Linked DNA regions of Sus scrofa: region 2 is linked to region 1. Evidence: chromatin contacts called from public HiChIP or PLAC-seq data. All regions are on one chromosome and are shown on one strand. Each heading gives the region's core, a stretch centred on a gene start, on an enhancer-like site or on the middle of the called end of the contact. The rest is flanking DNA. Distances are from core to core; before and after follow the strand shown.

Region 1 (5,279 bases), core at 1,501-4,000:
TTTTTAAGGGCAAATTTAATGTTCACAGAGTGTTCTAGGCTTTCAGCCCTGGAAATGTAGGTCTTCAAGATATCCTCCCAGTAATTATGACAAATTTCATCTTCAGCTTATCTAGGACCCTCCCTTTTACTGCGAGCTGTATGATTCATATTATAAGTAATAAATAGGACTCAGATGTCACATAAATCTGGGTTCCAATCCTGAGTTCAGATGCTATAACTGTACATTAGTTCAATCCTTTTGACCTAAGCTGGTTTTCTCACTGTAAAAATGAGGCTATGAAGAGTGCGTGCCTCATGAGATTGTTGTGAAGATTAAATGAGATAATATATAGAAAGCATTTAGAACAGTGACTGGTATGATTAAACCTTCAGTGAGAGTTATACAAAATTAGAATGATATTTATGATGATACCTACCATTAGCAGCTGGCCATAAATCACACATTGTACTAGCACCTTGTATATGTTACTGAAAGATGGCTGGGCCACTCATTTGCCTGCTTGCTCTCCGATGGCTTGTTCACCCCTGTCCTGCTGTGTACTGCATTTCCCAGGCTCCCTTGCAGCTGGCCACTGAGTAAGTTTGGCCAATGGGAAATACTGATGGAAGATTGACATGCGGGAAGCAGGGAGAAGTCAGGTTGTTTCTTTCACTATAGCAGCTGCCCCATTCTGACCGCTCAGCCCTTCTTTGGTTTCACCTCCAGCCTGGCATCACCAGCCCCTGGCTCTGGTCCCTCCAATGCCTCCCATCATCTCTTGATCCCTAAGAGGAGTAGCAGCTTTTGGCCTTTGCTGATCTCTTCAGTTCCTTCAACATCATCTGCCCGGCTTTAGTTTCTTCTGTCTTCTATGAACAAATTTCCTGCACTCAGTTCTTGTTGAACGACCTAGAGTGGCTTCTCATCTCCTGACTGGATTCTGAGTAATAGAGTTGCTTTTAAATATTAAAAGAGAAGTCAATCCTTATGGTGAATCCATTCCCCCCTCCCATTGGAATGAGCTAGGCCAATGGGAGAAAGGGTGGCTGGTTACCATGGAGAGCAGTCCACTTTGACTAAGTGGCATGCAAAGGACGAAAATTGACCTAAGCAACTTTAGCGAATGCCCAGATCTGAGTAACCCCGCTCTGAGTTAGGCATTGGAGCCTGTAGCCATACGTAACTTACCACTTTCCGGAGGAGATCTGACTGGATTACAAGTCAGAGCTGGGCACAGTTCAAGGTAGTGTCTAGTCAAAAGGAATAGAAACTCCTCTTTCTTGAACCAGCACTCTGGACCATTCACCATACTATATATGTGATTATTCTCATCATGCAAGTGAGGATTTAGAGACTCAGAAAGGGCAAACAGTTTCCCTAAAGTCACACAGCTATTAAGTAATGGCATGAGGAATTGAAGTCTGTATGTCTCAGAGTTTATGTTTCTTGAAACATATCTCTTCCTCAAGGTTTCCAAATTTTCTTCCTGTTTCAAAGCAAATTACAAGAAAGCTGCATGTGTAACTCATATTGCTCTGGTCGCTTAGAAATTTCCTTGCAGAACCAACATTTAAAGTTTCTCATGTAGTTCTCATAATAAGTTTATGTTCGAAGTTTGTTATTTTCATTTTTACAAATGAGAAAACAGACTCAGAAAATTAAAAGAACGTACCCAAGGTCAGACTGGCTGTTAATATTCAAGCTGAATATTTGAATACAGGTTTTTCTGTCTGGTACAGAAAAATACACTGTTTTCTGTCTGGTACAGAAAATACACTGTTTCTACTGGTGACATCAAAGGATTGGATTTTAGGAGAGAGGGCCTAATGTTTTACAGGTTTAAAAAAAGAACAAGAGGAAAAACAAGGGCAGGTTCCCCACCTTCAAGGAGCTGACAGTCAGGCTAGAAGAATAAAAATGAAGCAACCTGAAACCAGAGAGTACCATTACATAAGCTGCTCCCTGGTAACAGCTACAAGCAAGAAAGAGAAGTGTGGTTTTGTATAAGACGGAGGGCTTGAAATGGAAATGCTAACTTAGGGAGAGCAGAGAAGCAGCAGGAAGTGGACTTTTCAGATAGTTGGTAATGAAAGCCGAAGAATAACACAGGCAAAAAAGATATCCACTCAAGTCCTAGGAAGGATCCCAACTGGGGAGTAACAATAGAAAGCTTAGTATGTAAGGGCCACACTTGATGGGGAGTAGGGATTGTCAGCTAGAAACAGATTGCTATAAACTGGATCAGGAGTCCTGGGAGCATCCTTTGCCCAACATCCCCTGACTCTTATCTATCTTTTTTTTTTTTTTTTTATGTAATAAGCTAATAGTCTCATTTTTAAAAAATGAACAACATTAAGTGCTTCTTAAATGATAACACTGCTTCCTGCTGAAGAAAAAAAGCCTGTAAATTATTTCAAGCCTGGGAGTAACAGCAAAGATTTATTATGTATCTCCAACAGTTTTGAAGACTCCCTGAAATTGAAAGGGAACACTTTAAATGCCCCTAGGAAGTTATCCTGTTTCACCAGAGTGCCTTTGTGTAGAGTGTTACATGTTTGGGGACATGGGGACTGACAAGGCACCTTCTGAGACAAGGCCGCTGAGATGGGAAGCCAGCAACTGCTTCACCCCACCTCACAATTGACCTCCCTTCCCCTCCCCCTCCCCCTCAGCTGACACTTTGGCCAGAGGAGCCTGGGTGTTGGATGGAGTTGATCAGACTGAAACTCCTACCAAGTTGGCCATGTCACTTTCAGCTGTCGGCATCTCTGATGAGGAGGGATCCGGACAGGCCAGGCTGGTTCAGATAACTGGATGACAGCAGTTGTTTTCACCCTAGGAAGCGGACTAACGGCTACAGACAGAAATCGATGGAGGAGAAAATTACAGACAATCCTAAAGCGGAGATTCGAGCAAGTGCTTAGACGATGAGGAAGCCGCTAGCTTTAGTGAATCTGGCATATTGTGGTGTGGTGGGGACTGGGACCCTTCTCTTCAAGGGGCTCCTGAAACGATAACAGAGGGTAGTCAGGAAGTGTCAGCAGTCATTGTGTGTATGACTATGGATTAACTCACTTAATCCTCACAAAAATCCCATGAGGTCCTGATCTGTCTTGTGCTTTGCAGATAAGGAGGCCTTTACAGATAAGGAGGCCAAATCACAAAGAGGTTAAGTACTTTCCCAAGGTTAGCTAGCTAGTAAGATACACTCCTGCCATGTTTTGAGCCTGTGGACTGCTCACTGGAATAATACTGGAACCCATCTGTAAAGCTGCCTTGGGATACTCCTCACAGTGGGCCCACGTCTACACGCACCCCCTCACCACTGCTTCTCTGCAGTGCTGCCCTAGGGTGTTTCAGTGTCGGCTTACCCCACCTGGGGGTGAGCTTCCGGGAAGGATCCCAGTCTCCCTTATCCGTAACTGGTAGCAGGTATGGCATGAGCAGGTGTTGTATTACCATGGAGGTGAAGTTGGCAGAGATTGCATATTCCCCCTGAGCTGCCTGAGAAGGCTGGTTACCCAAAAAGCCAGCCACTGAAAGGAACGGTGCTGCACTGGAGGAATGTGGATTGGAAGCCCTTAGCCGGTAAAATCCAAGCTAACCCCACTTAGCTCTTAGCCCTGTCTCTGCAAACAGCTTTCCGTGTTCATACCGGCCCCACCCCAGACTGTTCCTTGTGAGTCTCAGTTACTCTTTTTTCAAGGATACATACCCCAGCTTCACTTGTTGGTTCAGTGACTGAACAACTCGATGTATAACCCAGGACAAGAGGTCAACCTCTTTGGCCCTCAGTTTCCTCATCTTTACACTGAAAGAATCAGGTTCTGGTTTTCACAGAATGTAAAGTTGTGGACCATTTGTAAGGCCAGTGTATCAAACAGATAGAAGCTGAGCCGTGTCTCCTCTTTGCTGTGTCACTCCCTCCCTTTCCCCACCACATGGCAGCCTTGGAGGGTCTCATTTGAACTTAAGAAGCACTGGACTCCGGTTTCAAAGGCAATAACCCAAAATTATTAATTAACTCTAATAATAATACAATCACACAGTATTTCAAAATGGAACCCGTTGGGAAAGGTGGGTTCAGGGACTCTCAGTGAGACCCCTGTGTCCACTTGACTGTTGGATGCTGTGGGCTCCTGGGGGGTGGTGTCAGCTTGGCTTGACTGTGTACAGTGGGCTAGGGAAGCTAAAGCCTCAGCCCTGTCCTCCTTGGCTGGAAACAGACCGCGTGTCCTGGCACTGGTGAATTAGAAATTCTATCCAGCGACTCTTAGAGATTAATTTTCCGTCTGGGGATCTGACCTCTTGCTTCAGCAGCCGAGGGGATCAGACCATTCTGGGAGGAGTCAGCGAGCTAGCCCTCTGAAAGGCCTTCCTTTTCTTTCTCTTTTTCTTTCTTTTTTCAACTGTACGTTTCAAAGGGAATTTCTGATTACGTTGGGGGCTTAACACCACCAGTCTGAATCCCTCTTGGCATTTTCGAGCTTTGGAATATCCATACCACCCCCCACAACGGGGCTTTGTGCTAGAAGATTACTGAAGCTTTAACTCTATTTATGTCTTTGGATTTATTTAAAAACAAAAAAAAAAAAAAAAAAAAAAAACTTTGGGAGTGAGGGACGAATGCCCCATTTCTTTTTATTTATTCATTTATTTATTTATTTATTTATTTAGTCCGTTTTCACAGATCTCTTAATGCTTCAAGGGTAAGAATCTTTCTTGGGTTATTTCCATACCTTTAGTGCCTAACGCAGAGATTGGCGTGGACCACTTGGTAAATATTTGTACATCATTCAACACATATTCCCCTAGATACAGTGATGTGTGAAATAACCATTGTACCAATCTTCAGCACATTCACAGTTGAGTGTAAGAGATAGCTTAAAAAATAAATACAGGGAGTTCCCATTGTGGCGCAGCGGAAACGAATACAACTAGGAACCACGAGGTTGTGGGTTCGATCCCTGGCCTCGCTCAGTGGGTTAAGGATCTGGCATTGCTGTGAGCTGTGGTGTAGGTCGCAGACGCGGCTCAGGTCTGGCGTGCTGTGGCTGTGGTGTAGGCCAGCAGCTACAGCGCCGATTAGACCCCCTAGCCTGGGAACCTCCATATGCCATGGGAAGCGACCCTAAAAAGATAAAAGACAAAAATAAATAAATAAATAAATACATTCAAATACATACATACTATCTCTTGGGTAAAGAAAAAAGAACAGTTTCAATGGAAGAACCACTCAGAGTGATTGATGAATGAATGAAAGTAAAACAGCTTCAACTACCAATCCAAAATCTCTA
Region 2 (5,546 bases), core at 381-2,880, 170 kb before region 1:
TAGGTAACAGATGCTGCTTGGGTTTGATGATGCCGTGACTGTGGTGTAGGTCTGCAGCTCTGATTTGACCCCTGTCCCCAGAACTTACATATACTGCATAATACATAAAAGACAGTCCAAATCACAGAAGAACTTATAAGACTGTAATAGTTACAAGATGTAATTCAGAAAAGGCACTGGTTGGGAATAGTGTCTACTGAGAATAAGCCTATAAGGGCAGGGACTCTTATCTATCTTGTTCTTTAATGCATTTTCAGCAGGACAGCAGTGCTTGGTACATAGTAGGTACTTAGTGAACATTTCCTTAATGAATTACAATTGATGAGGATATCATCAGAAAATTATTTAATCAGCTATATTGCAATAAAATTTTTTACAAAGTTAGTAAAAATATTTAATCAATAATTTAAAATAGAATTTAATAAAATGGAATTGAATTCCTAGTGAAAATGATTCTGGTTTTAAGAGGGAAATGAATGCTTAATGTTTCAGCAGATGTCTTTCAACAGGTGGCTGAACATGTCAGGTTGGAGTTTTTCATTACTTTCTTGGACTGAGTGAATTGTTCTGGGCCTTGGGTACCTTCCATTCAGGAGTAAGAATTGCTGGAATGTTTTTCATTTAGTCTTGTGTCAGTCGTGGTTCCAGGTCTAGAAAACTCCCTAAGCCAACCTGCCCAGGTGAGATCTCTATAGAGGGATTTAGGTGCTAGGTACAGGTCAAGCCCCTGACTCTGACAGTTCTTTTAAATCAGTAGCCAGTCGGAGTTCCTGCTGTGGCTCAGTGGTAACAAACCCGACTAGTATCCTTGACAAAGTGGGTTCGATCCCTGTCTTTGCTCAGTGGGTTAAGGATCTGGTGTTGCTGTGAGCTGTGGTGTAGGCTGGCAGCTGTAGCTCCAATTCTACCCCTAGCCTGGGAGCATCCATATATTGTGGGTGCTACCCTAAAAAGCAAAAATAATTAAAAAAAATATTAATAATAAATCAGGAGGCAGTCTGCTGGCCATCATGCACACACAATGGCACTATTTTTTGTGGGTTTTTTGTTTATTTGTTTTTTGGTTTGTTTTATTTATTTATTTATTTTTTCCATTGAGGGCTCATGGTTCACATAACGTTGGGGCTCTACAAGAATTGGACCAGGTCTTAACAATCTTTGAAGCTACGCCAGGACATAGTATGCCTGTGTAAAACAGCAAACTCATGCAAAGTACCACAGTCATTTGAAATTACCTCCAGCCTATTGTTTGAGAGTTGCCCGTTCTTGTTTTTGTTCTCCCTTCCCTACACCAAATTGAAAGTCCATTCAGTCCGAAAGGACTCTGCAGGCAGGGCAGGATGTCACTTAGCACTGTCCCGGCCGATCCAGCTGACCTGTTGACCTTGGCAAAAATGAGCGGGGACTGGGGGTCCGGTGCCAAGCACAGAGGGACCAGGGTCGCATACCACCCACGCCCAAACCTCTCGCTGACATTTCCATGGGCTCTGAGCCAGCTCTCCCCGCTGGGTTTCATCTCCTGTTTGTAGGAATACAAAGGAACACTGAACCTTCCAGTTAATACAACACCCTGCCCCCACCTCCCCCTTCCTGGAGAGGATAACAGTTCTGTTGACCATTATAATGCATTTTCTGTCTCCCAGCAATCCACACAGTCATTAATTTCTGCTGCTGACGTCAGGCAAGAGGATTATGTGTGTGTCTGAAACTGTTCCCAAAGTGCTCATTAGTCATAGATAATTGAAAAACTGGTAGGGGAGGATTTGGTGTAATAGTAGCCCCCGCCTATGAAGAGAGACGGCAACCACCGGCTAATTGTAGGCCCCAGCGTGTGACCCTCACACCGACTCTGCCCATCGGAATGGGAATCAGTGGCCATGAGCCCAGCAGCCCTCAGAGCGGTTGCTTTTTTACACCCCAAGGTGAGCTTGTGTTCACAGGAACAGAGGCCACAGCCAGAGCAAGGAAATACGTGAACGGGCCTCGGGCCTCTCTCCTGCCTTCAGGCTGAGGAACAGGGTTTAAAAAAGGTGTGCAGTGTTCTCCCTAGTGGAACTGTGCGTTTATTTTAACTAGCTTGTCTCGATCATGAAAGACATACAAGGCCAGGGTACAGAAGAAGCCCAAATGACAGCCCTTCCCTGGACCCGAGTCTCCACTGTAACAATATTCTGCATATTTTTTCTAGGATTTTTCTGGGAGTGTATGTGCTTAATTTCGGTACCGTTTAATACAAGTCACAAATGGGATCTTACTCCAATTGCTATTCTGCAGCTTGCCACTTTCCCTTAACTTATCCTGGACTCCCTTCCACATCCATACTTTTAATTCTTCCTCGTTCATGTTAACGGCTGTGAAGTGTTTTCTGCTGAATACATGTGCTCTAATTTGTTCACCCTGCATAGAGTTAAGGGGGCAAATACCTTTGGAAATATTACAGAAAAACTACGTTCAAAGTAGAGCAATTAGAAGGTATAGGTTAATTAAAAAAAAAATGAAAAACACGTATTTTCTCTCTCCAGGGAAAACCTCTTCTCTGTATTGCTTCCTTAGGAAGGGATTTTTACAAATAAATCCATCTACATCTCTGTGGTTGTTTTTTAAAAGAAGTCTTCTCTGCTACTGTTTGGCAGCCTGCTTTTTTAGTTGGCTTGATTGTTTTAAAGATGAAAATGATTTCCTGTTCTCGCCTTTCTCTACACTGCAGGTTTATCTTCTTAAATGATAAATCAGGGAGCTCAGAGCTGTTGGTCATTGGGGCCACACTGCCTTAGTTGGCCCTGCCTGAGGTCCCCTGCTCTTGTCCAGGTGGCCACAGGTCCCCTTGCCTACCTGGTGCCCTTTTTTGCCAACATACCGAATGCCTCACACCCTCTGTGCTCATCGGGACTCCCTGCAGTGAACCCACTTTCACTCTAATGGCATCCGTTTCCCCAAGCACTGAAACCAGCAATCGGCCACCTGTCTTTCCAGACCAAGCTCGGATGTCACCTTCCTCTTGATTTCCTGCCCTCGCCAGTGCTCTGAGACCACCACGCACATTCCACCTTCAGAGCTTTTATCTACAGTCTTGAGGGCCTTGGTTTGCACAGACTGCTGTGCAAGCCTTCTGAGATCGGAGGCTCGTCTTTCACTCATTCCCCAGCACCCAGATCTAGGCACAGGGCAATGGAAAATATCTGGGGCCTTCATCATAACCATTGTCTTGAAATGTTCGCTGAATGGTTGAATGAAGAAATGAAGAGACCGCAAATGCAGAGGCTGTGAAGTTCTGATGAAGTCTGGGAAAACCGATGCTGTGATTCATTGAATGTTAGGGTGAAAGAAGAGCGGAAGGAGGATTATTTCTGGAAAAGCCTGCTTCTGACAGCTCCTCTGGTCCCCTCAGTGCCCCTCGGGCAGATCGGTTGTGATCTGGGGTGATTTCTCAGAGATTTCCTCTTATTTCTATCCTCCTCTCTTATGCCAAGCTGTTTCCAGCTGCCCCACACCACAGCCACAGCAGCTTGGGATCCAGGCCACATCTGCAACCTACGCGAAGCCAGATCCTTAACTCACTGAGCAAGGCCAGGGATCAAACCGACATCCTCATGGATACTTAGATTCTTAACTCACTGAGCCATAGCAGGAACTCCAAGAGTGTTAATCTTTGTGCATATTTATTTTCATTACTAGACTATTGGATTGAGGAGAAAGCTGGGCTCACTTGCCCTAGGTTGGGTTCTCTGGAAGCTGATGCTGAGACAGATTCGGGGGTAGAAGATTGAGGGTTGCCATCTGGGAAAGGAAGGAGGATGGTAGGATTGGACAGAGGGAGAAGTCAGACATGATCCAGTCCCAGGACACCTTGTCTTCTAGAGTGAATACCCCCCTTCCTGCTCTGCTGAGTCTCCAGGTGTGGCCGCCCTGGGAGAGGCGCATGACCTCCTCAAGGGGACCTGAAGGAGCTGGCAGCTGGAGCCTCTCTGCCAACCCGACCACCCACCAGGCAGCAAGTCCACCCTTAACAGGGATCCAGGTGGTGTTGTCTCCCTAACTAGCATCCTCTCTGTATCCAAGAAGCCACCACGACAGGCTCTTTCTTGCTCCACAAAAGCCTCTGTTTCTGCATCTCACTTGCCAGTAACCTCTATGAAGGCCCTCCTGTCTTCTCTGGTTACTGAGTTGTCTTTACTGTCGTTTTCCCTTACCCCTTTTTGTCATCTGCTGCAGTGCTGCCAGAGAGATCTTTAAAAAGATGCAAATCTAGGAGTTCCCGTTATGGCTCAGCGTTAATGAACCTGACTAGTATCCCTGAGGATTCAGGTTCGATCCCTGGCCCCACTCAGTGGGTTAAGGATCTGGTGTTGCCGTGTGCTGCAGTGTAGGTCACAGATGCAGCTTGGATCCTGCTTTGCTGTGGCTGTGGTGTAGGCTGGCAGCTGAGCTCCAATATAACCCCTAGCCTGGAAAATTCCATATGCCTCAAGTGTGGCCCTAAAAAAAAAAAAAAAAAAAAAAAAAAAAGGCAGATATATGACTGAGAGTCTGGATATAGGGACTATATTCAGCATCTTGTAATAAACTATAATGGAAAAAATTCAGAAAAAAGAATATAAATTTATACATGTATATATAACTGAATCTCTTTGTGGCACACCTGAAACTAATACAATACTATAAATCAGCTGAACATATATATGTATGTGTGTATATATATGTATGTGTGTATATATATATGTGTGTGTATATATATATATATATATATATATATATATATGCAAGTCCAGTCACCTCATTCCCTGGCTTAATGCTCTTTTTGAAGCTTACAGTAGCCTTTGTGATAAATTCAGACCTTAGTCTGGCTTTCCCTGCTTTCCTCTCCACCCACATCTGCTCCTCCACCTGCTGCCAGGCCTCACCCCCACTTGCTTGCCAGGTCACTCAGCCCTGTTGGTGGTCTCCCTTCTCACTTGGTCTTTGCTCAAGATTCTACCTCTGCTGGGAAGTCTACCTGTGCTCCACCCCCAAAACATGTAATTTGAATCCAGATCTTCTGGCTGCAAGCCCAGGGCTCTCTCTGCACTTTCTAAATTACTGTCCAGAAGGCTCGGAATTATGCTTTACCTAGCTAATCCTTTTCTGTCTTCTGAACCTTTTTTTTTTTTTTTTTTTTTTTTTAATGAAAACGACAGCCTTTATGTTTGTGAATACTGGGGATGAAAGTGGAAGAAAAGCTCCCATTTTGACCTTCCTATGAAAATTGCCCTTTAAAAAATTTTTTTGAGTGTACTGGGCATGATTTCTAAATGGTACCACTTTTTAAACATATATAATGTTTGCTCTACAAATACGTCTCTTGATTCTTTCATTCATTTAGAAGCTGCACCAAAGCGTAATGTAAAGAATAAGAGCACAGTTTTGGTATCCATCAGAGTGGAGTCCGTGGCCTGTGTTCCAACACTAATGCTACGTGACTGTGGAGAATTTCCCTTTATGAACTTGACTTTACCCATCCCAGTAATAGTAACCACATAAAGAATGTTCCCATAGGATTATTGTGATAG

What was found. HiChIP or PLAC-seq counts read pairs in DNA pulled down with a chosen protein or histone mark.
Region 2: a contact with region 1 is called in an H3K27ac HiChIP or PLAC-seq map of skeletal muscle. The contact joins two enhancer-like sites. A contact is called at or near these places in 3 of 47 Hi-C or Micro-C datasets (all in skeletal muscle) and 2 of 2 datasets of contacts at active chromatin or transcription factors (alveolar macrophages and skeletal muscle).

The regions. Positions count from the first base shown.
Region 1 is chr6:152,829,007-152,834,285 of Sscrofa11.1, reverse strand. All of the region lies in intron 14 of FGGY (FGGY carbohydrate kinase domain-containing protein), which reads left to right. Among named protein-coding and RNA genes, the nearest start is that of HOOK1, 120 kb to the right of the region's middle. Within about 2 kb of position 2,750, at least 19 of the 83 cell types and tissues checked have an H3K27ac peak or open chromatin away from gene starts, as enhancers often do. A contact at or near this core is called in skeletal muscle, where this site is marked.
Region 2 is chr6:152,995,120-153,000,665 of Sscrofa11.1, reverse strand. All of the region lies in intron 6 of FGGY (FGGY carbohydrate kinase domain-containing protein), which reads left to right. Among named protein-coding and RNA genes, the nearest start is that of FGGY, 220 kb to the left of the region's middle. Within about 2 kb of position 1,630, at least 23 of the 83 cell types and tissues checked have an H3K27ac peak or open chromatin away from gene starts, as enhancers often do. A contact at or near this core is called in skeletal muscle, where this site is marked.